Linked DNA regions of Mus musculus: region 2 is linked to region 1. A link is a contact called in public Hi-C data. All regions are on one chromosome and are shown on one strand. The core of a region is the stretch at or near the end of the contact, and the rest is flanking DNA. Distances in the headings are between cores, read along the strand shown.

Region 1 (3,489 bases), core at 298-2,797:
TGCTCGCTCATTCCCTGCTTGCTCTGGCCCAAAGATTTATTTATTATTATTCATAAGTACACTGTAGCTGTCTCCAGACATACCAGAAAAGGGTGTAAGATCTCATTACAGATGGATTTGAGCCACCATGTGGTTGTTGGGATTTGAACTCAGGGCCTCTGGAAGAGAGGTCAGTGCTCTTACCCGATGAGCAATCTCACTAGCCCAGAATATTTATCTTTAAGATAATGACATAATTTATAATTTTTATAATCACAAAAAGCTAATTTTCTCTTGGTATCTGTGTAGGGTTAAATAAAAAAGTCTTCCAGGCTACCAAAATCCATGGGTGCTCAAATTCCTTACATACAACTTAAGCACAACTTCCTCTATATTTGAAATCATTGTTACCTATAACACCTAATGTCATATGAGTGCCATGTGAGTAGTTATGCTGTATTTGTATTAGTTATAGTGGTTTTTTTTTTAAATTTGATACATGATTGTTTGGGTTTGTGGATGCAGAATCTTCAGATATGGAGTCTGAATGCTTAGGTTTGTAAAAACAAGACTCTAGTTAGAATAAAACTAAACAATTAGAAGGGCTGGAAAGATGGCTCAACAATTAAGAGCACTTGCTGCCCTTGCAGAAGACCTGCATCCAGTTCTAGCATTCCTATTAGGCAGATAGGTCCAGGGACGCTAACACCCTCTTCTGGCCTTTCTGCACACCACAAAAACAAATGGCATAGACTTCCATAGATGAAAACAAATACACACAAAAATAAATATTTAAAAAATATCTAAACAAAGATAAACACTGGCAGTACATAATATTGTATCCGGCTTTTAATCCTCTCACATGCCCTTTGTCTTAGGTCAGGTTCCCTGGAGGGAGAACTTGATAGAAAAATTCTTTCCGAGTGGCCTATTGAGGGAGGGCTCTTAGGAGAACCCTGCAAGGATGGGGTTGGGGATCGGCTGTTGCTGGAGCTCAGGAGGAAGCAAGCTCTGGAGTGTGCTCTTCTTGGAGCATGGCCTTATGCAGAGGGTCAGAGCTTTTGTATCCTAAATTATCCATTGCCTGTAGTTCATTTCTTATCAGGATGGGGTAGGGAATGAGAGAGGAAGCCTTACTTCCAAGGTGATTCTGTCCAGGGGCAATTCTGTGCCAGCTAACTCCATGCTGGTCTATAAATGGCTCTTGTCTCTTTGCAGCCACTGAGAATTTTCCTTTTTATGAACACCTGGACTCACTCTGCCCTAAGATCCGTTCTACTTTCCAGTCCCTCTGCACAGAACATTCTCCTATCTACCTGAATGTTTGATTCTTCAGGTTGAATGTTAACTCATTTAACCTTTCCAGTCACTCAGCAGGACTTTCTCCCTACTCTTAGTGTTGGAATCCAGATCACATTCTGAGATGACTTGAATTTTTTATGATTCCTGCTCACATATATGAGCTTATGAGATTAAGTGTATTTTGTATCATGTTCTACCCATGCCTAGATCAGAGACAGTCACATAATTGATTTTTAGTAAATATGTATGGGAGGTGGGAGGGACATGTTTGGTAGACCCAACAAATGTGAAACCTCTTGGCATTTTCCAGAATATCTTGAATAATTAACTTTTAGGTTGAGCAACAGCAAACTGCTGACATTTAACAAATATTCACCTAAAATAGCAATTTCATAGCCTAATAACCTGGCATAGCTGGACTCCAGAGCAGTGAGGAAAGGGAGGAGCAGAGACACTTCTTAGTGATGTTCACTTCTCAGGGAGAAGTAAGGAACAGGAAGTCTTTTAGCTGGAAAATAATATCCTGCTTAGGAAGACCAAGTTGACTGTAATGTGAAGGATGAGTCCCCGAGGAGATGAGTCAGGGGACCAGGGCCAGGACTGGAGGCATGATATCGTGAATAACTAAGGCAAAGAGCTCTGTGAAGGAGGCTTTGTGAGAGGTTTGGGTACCAGGAAAGGGGAACATCACTGGAGTCTTCCACACTCTAAAACTCTGAATCTGCTTCATGTATTAGCAATACAAAGTAAGCAAACAGAGTTCTTGACTTCAGGCACATAGATAAAGCAATCAGCATCATAGAAGAAATAACAATGGTCAGAAACCTGGTGATAATAATGCCAAGGTCAAGGTCTTCATATGGGGCTACACAGATGGCTCAGTGGTTAAGGGAACTGGTTTCAGAAGACCTGAGTTCAGTTCCCAGATCCTGCATTGGGGCTCACAGCCATGCACTTCCAGTTCACAGAGTCTGATACTCTTTTCTGAATTCTACTGGTAGAAGGCACACATGAGGTACACAGATAGGCAGGCCAAAAAAAATATACACACAGAATAAAATAAATAAATTTAAAAAAAGAAACAATGGGGCCTCTGTTTTTTATAATCTGAAGTTTTAGAGTATTTTCATGCCCTGTTTAACAGAAAAGAAGACTACAGCTTCAGGTCTTGGGCAAGAACCTACAACTAGTATGATTAGAACTCACAGAAAAAAGTTCTCAATATATGTTCTTAATTAAAAGAACATTATTTCAATGAAGAAATATTTAAAGACTGATATAAAATTCATTATGGAGAAAAACATTTTATACCATTATTTGATGTTTTAAGAGTAAAAAATATAGGGGCTGGAAAGATGGCTCAGCTCTTCCTGAGGTCCCAGGTCCAATTCCCAGCTCACAGGCATTTGTAACTCTAGCTCCAAGGGATCTGATGCTATTTTTGGGACTCTACAGGTACTACATTCATATTGTACACAGGCATAGATTTAGGCAAAACCTTCATACACAGAAAATAAATATTGTACAAAAATTTAATATTAAAAATATAACTTTCTGGGCTAGAGAGATGGCTCAGCAGTTAAGAGCACTGACTGCTCTTCCAGAGGTCCCGAGTTCAATTCCAAGCATCCACATGGTGGCTCAAACCATCTGTAACGCCCTCTTCTGATGTGTCTGAAGAGAGCAGCAATGTACTCATATACACTAAATAAATAAATAAATACATCTTTAAAAAAATATATATATATTTCTTAATACAGTCTAAATTACAGAAAAAGTAATTGAATATGATTTTGTTTTGGTTTTTTAAATGGTCTAGTATTATAACTCAGGGTAGTCTGAAATTCCTTACCTATACATTGGTGACCTTGAATATGTGTCAGAACTTCATATGACTGCCAAATGCTGGGATGATAAGAGTGGGCCACCACACGTAGCTATATAATTGAATGTGAACCAAAGTATTTTTTATTAATAATAATATGCTGACTTGTTGTGTTTTCCTCATTTAGCAACTATAAACTATTGCTCAGTGAGAATCACTCAATGGTAAAAGTTTGCTCCCCTTATGAAGTGGATACCAAGTTACTTTCTTTGATACACTTGCCTGTTAAAGAATCTCGAGATTATTATTCATTGGCTGACATTGTTGCAAATGGACACAGTCTTGATGGGAGGATTATTAATGTGCTTGCAGCTGTGAGATCG
Region 2 (3,489 bases), core at 721-3,220, 57 kb after region 1:
TTAATCCCAGCACTTGGGGGGCAGAGGCAGGAGGATCTGTGTGATTTCGAAGCTAGCCTGGTCTACAAAGTGAGTTCCAAGATAGCCAGGGATGTTACACAGAGAAACCCTATCTTGAAGAACCAATAAATATCCACAATCTGTGTCTGGTAGCTGGACAGCTTCAGCGTGTTTGGCCTCACCAGAAATCCAGAAAACAATGAACAATGGACAGGCAGGCATCTACCAGTCAGCGAGGTACAGGGATAGAAGTGTTAGGGAGGACATACACTTCCCTGTGGACACTCAAGTGCTGCCTCCACAGAAACACTCACAGGCCCTTCAGACCTCGAAAGTCACCATTCACAGCTTCACTGGGTGTGGTCCCGGAGGGAGGCGCTGAGTGTCCAGCCAGGACAATTGTACCATGATGGCTGCATTTCACTTGGATGATGCCTGAAGAAACATAGGCTCTGTCTGTTGGCATATTCCAGGCTAGACACAGGGCCCAGGGAAGGCACCAGGAGGTAACCCTGGATAGAATAGCAGAGTTGTCGGGGGTTACGGCTCTTCAGTGGCTGGGCCTTGTGTTCCTGTGTGGTGTGGTGTGGTGTGGTGGCAGCACTTCGCTTGGGTGAAGCAAGCCTGGCAAGGCTTCCACACCACATGAAGCAGGGCTTGGAGACAGGAAGAGATCCTAGTCCAGCAGGGCCCACAGGGACTCAGGCACTGCTGGCCCCTGCTCTCAGCAGAGGCTGGCTACTGGCCCCGCAGCTCTGCTGAGACCGCACTTTTGCTGTGTAAACTGCTCTGTGGCTCTGGGCGGAGACTCCCTCCCTGCCGATCTATAATTTCTCAGAAAAGAGGCTGAGGAATAACATGGAAAATGCCCTAGACATGGGGAGGCATGGTGGGAGCCACAGCCCCTGACCCTCCCAGACCTGCCTACTTCCTCTGCTTGCTTAGAGATGGCTCCCAATGTCCCCCAAGCCCCTGAGAAGCTGTTCTTTCTGAAACCCAGCACTGCCTTGCCTGGCCCCTCCCGTGTGCATTCCCCCCATCCCGGGCAGGGCAAAGGGACAGAGCTCAGGCAGGACTGGCTGGAGTGTCCGTCAGGTCACAGGTTTCAGGCCCTGGAGGAGGAAGCTGAGATGTGGCTCCGGCAGGGTGAGTGGAGCCAGGGCCAGGTTGAGGGCCCCACACATGGCCCTCCTGCCTCCCCCTGGGGCAGCATGTTTACCTGGGGTCTTTGTACACAAGGAAGTAGTAGGTTGTTAGGCCCTCCATACTGTGGAGGCCAGCAGAAACTGGCTCTGCCCCTGAGGCTGCGGTGCCCCACTGTCTTCCTGCCAACCCTTTTCTAGGAGGACTGTGCTGGGGAGAGCAAACACGAGGTAGCTGGTGGCTCTGCCAGGTGTTCCTAGAAGAGGCCCTGGGGGAGGGGCGGTAGCCAGCCGTCAGCTGACCTAGAGGTCACAGGAAGACTGAGACTGGGCCTTAGACAAACCCCTGGACTGGGAGGCACAAATGGTGGGCCCACTTAGGCCTAAGAAACCCCAGGTCAGAGAGCATTCGAGAAGTATAGGCAAGGCCTTAGGAAACAGGGCAAACTGTTTAAGCCTGACAGAGCCATCTGCTCCGTATAGAGGTGAGTGGGGGGAATTCCCAGGAACCCCCGAGCTCCCTCACCTTAGCTGAACCTACTGGGAGACAGGGCCCCCCCTACACCTACCTTGAGCACCAATCCTGAAGGTCTACTCCACCAAGCCTCTACCTCCAACACCAGCAGAGGTGGCTTTCAATTGCTCCCCCGCCCCCCAATCCCCGAGACTTTGGGGCGGACAAAGTGCCCCTCCCCTGCACCACCCGCATCCAGAGGAGCTTCTGTTGAGACTTGTTGCCCAGCCCTAGAGGGTTAAAGGAGCCAGAGTGTGGGGCAGGGCCAGCTGAGGGCTGCCAGCTACAGGCAGTGGGGAAATCCACTGGGCAGCAGCCTGTGCTGTAGACGGCCCTTGCTCACTGCCTGCCTGCGGCCAGCTCTGTACAAGGAACAATGGCTCTGAGAACAGGTGAGGAATCCGTCTCCCCTGCCACTTGCTCTGAGGGTAGCTGGTCCTCAGCCAGAGCCCTCTGGGAGAAGCCGCAGTAGGCTTAACTCAGGGTGGGCTGGTGGGAATTCTGGGTTGGGTCTTGGATACAATTCCTGGCACCGGAGGGTCTCGGTTACTTTCCCCCTTGGTGGCGGCACTGTGGGAAAGGGCCAGATGAAGGCAGGGTAGGCAGAAGAAACAAGTACCTCACCCCTGGGCGCAAGGTGCAGAAATGGGGCTCATTGCTCCCCATATTCTGGTCTCATAGCTTGCTGAGATGGTATGCTGCACACAGCCCGAGATCCTTCTGGCTACCGTTTCTCTTAAGGGCCTGGCCCTGGGTGAACGGGAAAATGTCTTCTTCCTCGTCTGCCATTGGTGTGCTCCCACAATGCCTAGGGCTTCCCCCACTTCCAAACCACCGTTACACAGTCACACCAGATACAAACTGCGCAGGTGCGGGACAGTGTCGTTCTTCCCAACTTGATCTGGGGTTCTCAGCATACACCCGAGGCAGATTAAGTTGGGGTGCTAGCTGGGTTCATGTGATTTGACGCTTGGTTGAATGGACAGTTGGGGTTTTCTAGACCCCCACTCTTCTACCAGTAAGGGTTATAGCCTTCATATAATGGGGAGCAAATAAGGCACGCTTCACCCATATGAGGGCCCAACAGGCAGGGAATGCCCAGCTTGCTGCCTAGCCATTGAGGACCACAAATGAATATGCTACCTGGGTCTATATCCCCAAGTATTCTGCAAGAGTCAGCTCTTGGACTGCACTTCGATTCTGTTTCTCAGCCTGGCTGTTGTACACCCTAGAGGACACAGCCTGCCTAGTGGCCAGGGCCCAGGTTGCCTGGAGAGCAGGGTGATGTGGGAGACCCAGGCCCTCTGTGCCCTTGCAGTGCGACGGGGATCACCACTTGCTGGTTCCAGGGTCTGGGAAATTGAAGTGGCTTCAAAAGATAGGACGTGGCTGTCACCAGTGTTTGCTTAGTATCAAAGTGGGATGGTGGATGCCATCTCTTACAATGGCTGAGGGTTAGGGAAGCCCAGGGTTTGGTTCATATCCTGGGGGCATCTCCTTGCCAACCCTTCTCCCCACAGGAAGCCCAGCCCTGGTGGTGCTTCTGGCTTTCTGGGTGGCACTGGGCCCCTGTTACCTGCAGGGGACAGATCCTGGAGCATCAGCAGATGCCGAGGGCCCCCAGTGCCCTGTCACCTGTACCTGCAGCTATGATGACTACACAGATGAGCTCAGCGTCTTTTGCAGTTCAAGGAACCTCACTCAGCTGCCCGATAGCATCCCAGTCAGCACCAGGGCTCTGTGGCTTGACGGAAACAACCTGTCCTCCATCCCCTCAGCGGCCTTCCAGAACCTGTCCAGCCTAGACTTCCTCAACCTGCAGGGCAGCTGGCT

Evidence for each region. Hi-C and Micro-C count contacts between places; a contact is called where the count stands out from the background.
Region 2: a Hi-C map of liver shows a contact between it and region 1, with 5 times the contacts expected there. The contact joins the promoter of Igfals here to the enhancer-like site in region 1. A contact is called at or near these places in 28 of 39 promoter capture datasets (the 3T3-L1 cell line, 3T3-L1-derived adipocytes, the C10 cell line and 18 more), 20 of 484 Hi-C or Micro-C datasets (3T3-L1-derived adipocytes, the AML12 cell line, the G1E-ER4 cell line and 8 more), 5 of 115 datasets of contacts at active chromatin or transcription factors (the 230-238 cell line, the SCID.adh cell line and embryonic stem cells) and 3 of 9 other capture datasets (adipose tissue, liver and pancreatic islet).

The regions. Positions count from the first base shown.
Region 1 is chr17:24,820,239-24,823,727 of GRCm38.p6, forward strand. It overlaps Meiob (meiosis specific with OB domains), which reads left to right. Exons shown (of 14, transcript NM_029197.1): 6 at 3,294-3,489. Among named protein-coding and RNA genes, the nearest start is that of Meiob, 18 kb to the left of the region's middle. Within about 2 kb of position 1,548, at least 14 of the 459 cell types and tissues checked have an H3K27ac peak or open chromatin away from gene starts, as enhancers often do. A contact at or near this core is called in adipose tissue and liver, where this site is marked.
Region 2 is chr17:24,876,777-24,880,265 of GRCm38.p6, forward strand. It overlaps Igfals (insulin-like growth factor binding protein, acid labile subunit), which reads left to right and starts at 1,971. Exons shown (of 2, transcript NM_008340.4): 1 at 1,971-2,048; 2 at 3,177-3,489. The coding sequence starts at 2,033. It overlaps Gm41549 (a long non-coding RNA gene), which reads right to left and starts at 1,293. Exons shown (of 3, transcript XR_876682.3): 1 at 1,220-1,293.